Regions from separate parts of the Mus musculus genome. Here region 2 is linked to region 1. The links are chromatin contacts, called in public HiChIP or PLAC-seq maps. All regions are on one chromosome and are shown on one strand. The core of a region is the stretch at or near the end of the contact, and the rest is flanking DNA. Distances in the headings are between cores, read along the strand shown.

Region 1 (3,991 bases), core at 1,150-3,649:
GTTCAGACAAGGGACACTAAACACAATCACATTATTTTGCACCCATCACCACTGTCCATCTGAAGCACTTCTTCTCTTTAAACGTTGCCTCCCCACTACCCCATCCTCCTGGCACAGAGTGAGAGTCTAAGCTGGAGCCCAGATTTACAAGTCATTGTGTATAGGGACACTGGTTACTGTAGACAGACCACCCATCTTGAGGGTTAATGGGTAAGGGAAGAAAAAGGAGGAAATAAAGGAAATAAAGACTAAAATAAAGGAAAAAATTACAGGGAGAAGTAAAAAGAGAGAGTGGGGACCATAGCTCAGAAGGAGGCATCAGCAATGTCAAATGTTGCAAGATCCAACTAGACCAAATAATAAAAGCACATGAGCTGTCCCTCTTCTAAAACACCTGAGTCCCTAACTCTCGCAGCCATACTGGTTCACACTACCCTGGCAGTGGCCTGTAATGGCCACCATACCATGAAATGGTCATATATGAAATCTGAATCCAGTTTTATAGTCTTCTAGGCGTGGTAGGCAATGTCTATAAGTCCAACACTCAGGAGGCCTAAGGAAAAGGAACACAAGTTCAAAGCTAGCCTGGGCTACATAGAAAGACTTTAACACAAAAATTATTTTTAAAGAGTAGAGTTTAGGAACAAGCAAAGGAGCTTGGTGTGAAATACCTATTCCTTGCAAGAACAGGGTCAACACAAAAGAACAGTCCATTTGCGGATTATAGAAATGCTAAAAGACCAAATAAACAAAAACTAATATGGTCGTGCTGCTGGCAATAGTGTTAGAAGCTGACCCCAAAAAGATTCAAAATGGTATTTCTATAGCACTACTTAAAAGTAAAACATTAATAACATCACTCTTGGCAGACAAAATACAGCACCAGTTTGTTGGTTACATGAAGGACATAAGTCTCTTTAGCATGATGGTCACACCTTAGCGAGAGTTTTGATTTGCCTGTCTAAGAGTACTTTGGAGACAAGTTTGCTTGTTAGATTGCTTGCTTGCTTGCTTGTTTTTAATGACATCTTGGTATCATCTAAAGAACAAACCTATCAAAAAACACACTTGGTTTTGTCTGAAAGCTTTGTGGCTACTGCTTTCAAGCACCTGTTAAGGCTGAAAATATCAAACGCTAATAATAAAAGAGGATAAAGTGCTCTCACTCAAAATAGTTCATTTTCAGGCAACTGAATTTTTTTTCAAAAAAAAAAAAGACCAAAATGTTAATAAACACTTACACCAGGTAATGACACCAGGCATTTTCTTCTCTTAAGGAAACCTATTTCATATAGACTTCGGACACATTCTTGGGAATTACAAGAGTTTCCTGGGCATCAATAAAGAGAGAGTGCCCTTCGTCCTAACCCCAGACTTCTTGTTTGTGATGGGATCTTCTGGAAAAAAGACAAGTCCACACTTCCAGAAATTCCAGGTATGTCACCGCAGTCCTTCCAGAAATTCCAGGTATGTCACCGCAGTCCTTCCAGAAATTCCAGGTATGTCACCGCAGTCCTTCCAGAAATTCCAGGTATGTCACCGCAGTCCTTCCAGAAATTCCAGGTATGTCACCGCAGTCCTCCTCACCTCCTGCCAGTACAAACCGATCACACTGTAGAAATCGCCTCTCCCTACCCTTATGATATGGCCGCCCTCCTTCCTCCTCCTCACCTCTGTTCATTCCACAAGGACATACAAAGTGAGGCTTTCAGGGATTTGCTCACTAAAACCAAACAGCAAGTAAAAATGCTCCATAAGGGGTGGCCCCGGGGACCACAGACCTCTGAGGGCAGGCTAGGTGCTCAGGACAGCTTCAAAGAAGGACAGTTATGGAGACTGATCTACTCAAGGCTTTGAGTAGAAGATTCAAACTTCAACTATGTTTCGGGGCTTGCAAACAATCGTGAGCTTCACTTGATTTTTGGTACTGTGTGTGTACTTATCATAATACCAACAGGGGAATCTTGTTGCACATACTGATTTTGCTGGTATTAAGAGTAGTCCTTTTCTTGTTGGCAGTCTCATCAGCTTGGCCACAGGCTCTGCTGTGAGCTCTGGTTCCACTAGCCTGCAAACAAGCCCCCACAGGAGTATTTGGATATAAACACACAATGAGAGCATCTTATAATAGCTGTGAATGAATACAATTCAGAAAATTTGTAAGCATACTGAATATATAACAACAGAGTCACAAAACAGAAACCAAGAGTGACCTTTGCCTTGCCTTGTCTGAACACAGCCACCTTCCTTAGTGTGCCTTCACTGTGGTTTGATTTGCACTCCACATCTGAGGGAGAAGGCTTTTCCTTCAAATCCAGCATGAGCTTGGGAAAGGACATGCGCCTTGAACTATAGGGGAAGAGCTACTTCCTCGTGTTGTTTTGTAACTTGTGCTTTGATCTACTGGCTGGCTGTCTTGTTGGTAATGGCATGACTCACACTCTCGGCTCAGTTTTAGGAGTTTGGGTATGTGCTCTTTTGCACACACTCAGTTGGGTTTCAGACAGTTTCCAAAAACTGGACACATTTCATGGGGGGAGCAGAAGGACTTTACTACTTAAAGAAGAGAAAGCGCTCAGTTTTACTCTCTTGAAAGTGAGGTTGATATGACTAGCTTCAGACAGGGCATGACAACAGCTCAGAATGTGTTAGATAAATGCATGGAATTCTACCTTAGACGTGAGTCTCTTCTTTCCTATAGATACATGGTCTCTTCCTTCTTCTAATGAGTGAAATTTCCTAGAAGTCCATCCCTTTGTCCTTACAGACTCACACAGAGTTCATGTCACACCACCAAATCCCAGCAGTTTTCCCCTTTAGCTTTCTTTGTTGCTTCTGCGATGGTTTTCAGTTTTAAAACGTTTGTGATGAAAAGATCTTCATAATGAGGAAGCCAGGAGAGGATCCTTGCCCCACCCAGCAACATCAACTCAGAGCAACACGTGTGGGGGTTTTCTCACAGTCTGTAACATCTCTCTATCCTTTCCGATCAAGCTTGCTTCTTAAACAATTAAACCTCCTCCAGTCACATGATGTCCATACAGCATGCACCGCCCAGAGCACATTCCTGTGAATTGTGTTGTGCTTTACACACCTGTGTTCTGAGTATTACCTACATACTAACCAGTAGCACAGGGATCAAAGGTGTGGCCTTTGTAGCCGACAGATCTAAGTATGCTAACAGCTGTGTCCACAATGGCAGTCACTTAGCCTTTTAGAACCTTACTTTCTTCATCTGTAAAGAAGGAACATGGCCTACTTATGGTTTTTCCAGATACTATTGATCTAGTTAGCACTATAAAGAGAAAGCTTTTATTTAGCTCACAGCTCTGAAGGTTCCAAACCACGACCATTAGCCCCATGACTCTAAACCAGTGGCTCTCAACCTGTGGGTTGTGACCCCCTTTCACATATCAAGGGTCACATATCAGATATCCTGCATATCAGATATTTACATTATAATTCATAACAGTAGAAAAATTACAGTTATGACGTAGCCATGAAAAGACTTTTATTGCTGGGGGTCACCAGGAAGGTTGAGAACCACTGCTCTAGACCTAGAGAAAGCATTGTGGCTATAGCAGTGGTAAGAGCCGGCTGCTCAGCATCATTGCAATGAAGAATACAGAATGAGTAGCTCATCTCAGACCACAGCAGAGACTCTGTTATCGTTGCGTTAGACATCAGGCAAGTCTCCCAACTTGAAATGGAAATGTTCTTACAATTTCCAAATTGAAAATTTTAAGAATCCATTTTTTGAAATGAGATCTTGGGCAATATAGAAAACATGGCCAAGTAGCCTATTATAGTTAAAGAGAGAACTGAATCCCGCCTCTACCTGTTCTCACACTATCCCATCCCCCACCCCAAGCCCATTCATCCTCCGCACACAAGAGAAAGCTAACCACTGAAGCAGGAAATTATCCACAGGAAGAATTCCCAAGGTTTGACAAAAATGGGCAGCTGAGCTCCATCATTTAACTCCAGACTT
Region 2 (4,602 bases), core at 1,209-3,708, 580 kb before region 1:
TCTAAAAGGGAGATGTTTGTGCAGAACCAGTGGGACAAACACCAAAGAGAAACAGAGGTCAACCAGTTAATGTGAGAGCAGACTGTGATAAAGATCTAACTGGCCATTTTCCTATCTCTCTGGAACATCAGATGCAGTATTCTGGAAACGGCATGGACCAAGGGCAAAAGGGTAGAAGGATTCAGCTAAGCACCAGTCTGATGCACATACTGTTCAAAGACTGAGAATCGCCAGGCTTTCTCACGTGTGTGGACGTTCTTGAAACTGTGAATACACAAGAGCAAAGATGGAAGCTTGTTATTATTTATCCAGCCAAAAAACAAGAGACCCAGGCAAGTACGATGCTGTATACTATTTGGATAAGATAATGTTTAAAACTGAACTATTCTTATACCCACATAACAGATGAGGAACTAGAAGAGAGAGGGGCAATTTGTATGGTTACACAGTTAGGAAATGGGGAATCTAGACTTAAATCCAGACTAGGAACATGGAAGGCACCAGAAAGCTCTGAATAAGCTACTGAGACCTTCAGATTAGGAGATGACATCAGAATGTGCATTTTGACCTGGTGAGGGGCTGTGGGATACATCTGGTAGGAGCCGAAAGTCTGAAATTCTCCTCATAAAATAGGAGTCCTGGGATTACCTGCCTAGATCACAGACATTTGGAAAAGTCTGCATTGTTGATCATGAACTAAGAGCTGCACAGGGAGTGGAACTATTGATATAGGGGTTTTGTTGTTGCTGCTGTTTCTTTCTTTCTTGTTTGTTTGTTCAAAGTAAGAAGAAAGTGGGTTTTTCACTTTCATTGATTTCATAAGGATTTATTGGATAAGAGCCAGGCTCTTTGTAAGGCTTGCAGATACAGGAATGAAACTTTTTTCATTTTTAGACACACACACACAAATCGCAGCACAGCTGTGAATCCAACCAGTGAGGTGACTTGGTGATCTGTAGTATCAAGCAACGCTTCTGGTTTTCAGCTCTTGAGTACGGCTTCTGAAAGAGACAAACATTTGCACAGATGTTGAAGGTCCCTAGGTTCAGTCCAAGGCATAAGATCATAGTTTGGTTACTTAAGATTGTTGTTCCCTTCCTTTATATTCTCAGAGAAAAGAAGCCCATTGCCTCCAATGTTCTCATCGTTCTAGGGTGGCAGGATAGTTTCCAAAAATACGTGCGTTCAATGGACACATTACACCTCATGTGCACTGGAAATACTTGAGTCTGGGCTTCCTTTATCTACCAGCTTCTGTTTGATTGCCAAATACCCACCTCTCATTAATGATGGAATTTGTGGTTTTCTTCAATAATTAAGAGAGATACTCAATCTCAAATGTCTAATTGGCCCTAGATCTCAGGAGACAAGTGAGAACAATGGGCAGGCATGGAAGCTGTGGACCTTACACAACTGGATTCTGTTTCTAATATTACCACAAGTAGAAATAACTCCTTATAGATCCCGGCTACTAGCCACGATAGCTAATATCCCAACTCTCTTGTCTTCTTCACAGATACAGACTTGGCATCTCAGGGCTGGAACAACTGGGCTGCTAAATCCAGGTCTGGTAGTCAAGTTGTACATTACACAGAGAGAAGGAAACATGTGAGCAACTCTCATCAGGACACACAGAGAAGTTTCTTCAACACAGTCAAGGGTTTGGGTATAGTGCCCAAATGACTAATGTCCTTTATAAAATAGGAATTAACATTGTTGATGTGCATCTCAGAAAAAGAGTTTCTATGACACGTTCTACAGATGTAAAGGGTGGTGACTGATTAAAATATCCATCAGCTTTAGCAAGATAGAGTTTAATGATTTACTGGATGTGAGAAGAGGCAGAGAAGGGGGAAGGAGGAAAGGGAGGGAGAGGGACTGGAATTGAGAGTAAGGAAGGAGAAAGGGAGATGAGAACTGGATCCCACGTCTCTGAGCTCCAGGATGGGCAGCTTGAAGAAGAGGGGAGATTCTTTTGACTCAGGATTAGGGGGACCTACCCAATTTGTGTTCAAGTTTCCCTTTTTGTAGAATGGAGGAGTAATAGTATTTGTTTCAAAAAGTCAGGTGGAGGGAATGAGAAGCCTGAAATGCTGGCATGATGCCAAGAATTGCAATGGACGTCATAGATACTGTTGTTAGTTGCTTGAGGTGCTCCCTACAAATCTCTTCCAGTTTATTAGTCAAGGCTCCCTAATTTCAAAATATAAACCAGCTTGAATAAGTTATAGACAGTCTTAACAGGTTGGACATTGAGACTCTTAGTTGAAAATAATGTTCTGGGCACATTGGTTAGAAATCAAGGAAATGGATTTTTGTTTTTGCAGATCTGACTGAGACCCTGTCTTCATGATATTCTGGTTTTGCTTTTAGAAACTGCCAAATCACACATCACTTCTACCAGGGGAATGACACAGCATTATGAAACTCCCACACTCTCATGAGGGTGGCAACCAGGTTTCTTACATAACAAGGACTTTGGCACCTCACCCAGGGCTTGGTGGCTTGCCAGTCTTCCACTCCCCAGAAAAAGGCGTCAAGATTATTTGGATAGTTGGGTATGATCCAAGCTTAGGGCATGGGACAATGTACAGGGCAACACAGTGGAGGGGGCAGCTCCTAAGCATTCTGAGTAAACAAGCAAATGCTTCAAGGTCACTGGCACTTCCAATTCCATCAGAACATGCTTTGGGGGTGTGTGTGCCTGGGTCCAGACCTGTCTTGGACTCTGTGTAACTTCTAGAGTCACCTGAAGGGTCTTCAGTTCTCCACTAGGTCATGTGGAATAGAACTGCCCCCAAGAGTCTTTCCTGACACCTCAAACTGAGGGAAGTAGCACGGAGCACTTTCACCTGTGAGCAACAGTTTGCATAAGAGAGTCTAACTTTCCTAAAGGGAGGATGGACCCAGAGCCAAAAAAGATCAAGATCAACTTTCCATCTGGGAGGCAATAGCCTTCAGTGCCGGTAGTGTAGAAACTAGCTAAATTCTTATTAAAGTTCCAGCACAAACATTCCATTCATTTTTTATTCTGCTCTGTTAACACTGCTCGCCAGAGTCCGGATGGTTCTGTAGTGTGGGGTTGCTTTACCCTTCTAAGTCATCTTGCTCCAGTGAAACTAAACCCTGAGAAGGAATGATCCTGACTGCTTGTGTGTAACCTAACATTGCGTTGCTTGTACGTTAGTGAAATTAATGCCCTTTCCAGGATAAAAGGGTGACTGAATTAATGTCACATTATTGAAACCAGGCCTATTTTATAAGCCTTTGCTCTCATAGATCCCCTGGCAGAGTCTTGTTGAGTAGATTTAGTCTGGAAGATGGTTCTTATTCATGTCAGGTATTGTCCTTGGCATTTTCAACATATTGTCAGAATTTCAACAGCAGTACTTCTAAGTGCATGCTATTGCCCCATGACAGATGAGGGAACTTGCATCAGAGGAGTGGCTTTGGCTAGGAAAGGAGGTACAGGGGCCTGATAGAGCAGGTTTGCTGCATCAAAGCACCAACTTTTTACCTCTTGTTGGTACTACACAAAGGAGATGGCCATATACTGGGGGATTCTTCTGGTTTAGTCATTCACATTTGACTTGAACCTTCATTAGAAATTTCACTCAACCTTTTGCCAGATGGCAAGTGATTCTGAAGTGAAATTAGACTTTTGCGTAAGGATCAAAGTCTCATGGTTTGGGCCTGGCGAGACTGTTCAGTGGCTAAACGTACTTGTTGCACAAGCCTGATAAACTGAGTTTAATCCTAGAAACTCATGGAAGGAGAGATGTTGCCCACCTCCATACACACCAATATTAAAGAATAAAAACCCCTCTGTTTTAAAATCCCCCCCCCATCTTGCTTTGGTATAGCCAACAAGAATGTGTGTGGACTCCTTTGCCATTTGTGAGCAGACTGTAGAAAAACGTGATTGAGAGCAGAACTCAGTTCACCAAGGCCTGGCCCTGAGGGTCCTGCAGGGGAGTTTCCAGCAGTGCAACAGTTTCCATATTTCCTTGTTTTGCAGAAAGAGGTAGTTCAACAGCAGAGAAACACTCTCCACTTTGCACCCCAGCCCAAGAGAATTGGGGAGGGAGCAAGTATCTCCCATGCTGATTTCAAAGCTCCTTGCATGCTGAATTGGGCTATACATTTCCAAAACAGCTTATTGCCAATGTGCCAGAGAGCAGGTGTTGGTGATGGTTAACAACAGAAAGCATAAGTGTGCAAACAGTTTTGAGAAATTCTAGGTTTCTTCACGGCAGGTCATCTCAGTACTTCTGCAGTATTGATAAAGATCTGAGTTACGTCATGGGGACACAGATTGCATTGCTGTATAGTTGACTCGACTGCATAATTATTTTAGGGAGAACTATGTTGTCAGAACCTGGGAAGTGCTGTGTTAATCCTACTCTATCACCCTCCTGTCTCATCTCTGTGCCTTTGTTGATGTGACCAGCCATTTTTCTATTCATTCATCTTCTGCTAGGTAGAGAGCAGTGTCATGTCCCCGATGGATAGTCATAGTATATTTGGTGCCTTTTAGAATGAATAGTCTAGCTTAGAAGGTAAGAAACACACACAGATACAACTCGATTCTAAACAGGAAGA

Evidence for each region. HiChIP or PLAC-seq counts read pairs in DNA pulled down with a chosen protein or histone mark.
Region 2: an H3K27ac HiChIP or PLAC-seq map of bone marrow-derived dendritic cells shows a contact between it and region 1, with 2.9 times the contacts expected there. The contact joins two enhancer-like sites. A contact is called at or near these places in 1 of 115 datasets of contacts at active chromatin or transcription factors (bone marrow-derived dendritic cells) and 1 of 9 other capture datasets (macrophages).

The regions. Positions count from the first base shown.
Region 1 is chr12:32,189,524-32,193,514 of GRCm38.p6, reverse strand. It overlaps Pik3cg (phosphatidylinositol-4,5-bisphosphate 3-kinase catalytic subunit gamma), which reads left to right. Exons shown (of 11, transcript NM_001146200.2): 10 at 1,278-1,435. Among named protein-coding and RNA genes, the nearest start is that of Pik3cg, 17 kb to the left of the region's middle. Within about 2 kb of position 2,399, at least 17 of the 459 cell types and tissues checked have an H3K27ac peak or open chromatin away from gene starts, as enhancers often do. A contact at or near this core is called in bone marrow-derived dendritic cells, where this site is marked.
Region 2 is chr12:32,766,452-32,771,053 of GRCm38.p6, reverse strand. It overlaps Gm40376 (predicted gene, 40376), which reads right to left. Exons shown (of 3, transcript NR_168680.1): 2 at 903-1,001; 3 at 1-264. Among named protein-coding and RNA genes, the nearest start is that of Gm40376, 44 kb to the right of the region's middle. Within about 2 kb of position 2,458, at least 74 of the 459 cell types and tissues checked have an H3K27ac peak or open chromatin away from gene starts, as enhancers often do. A contact at or near this core is called in bone marrow-derived dendritic cells, where this site is marked.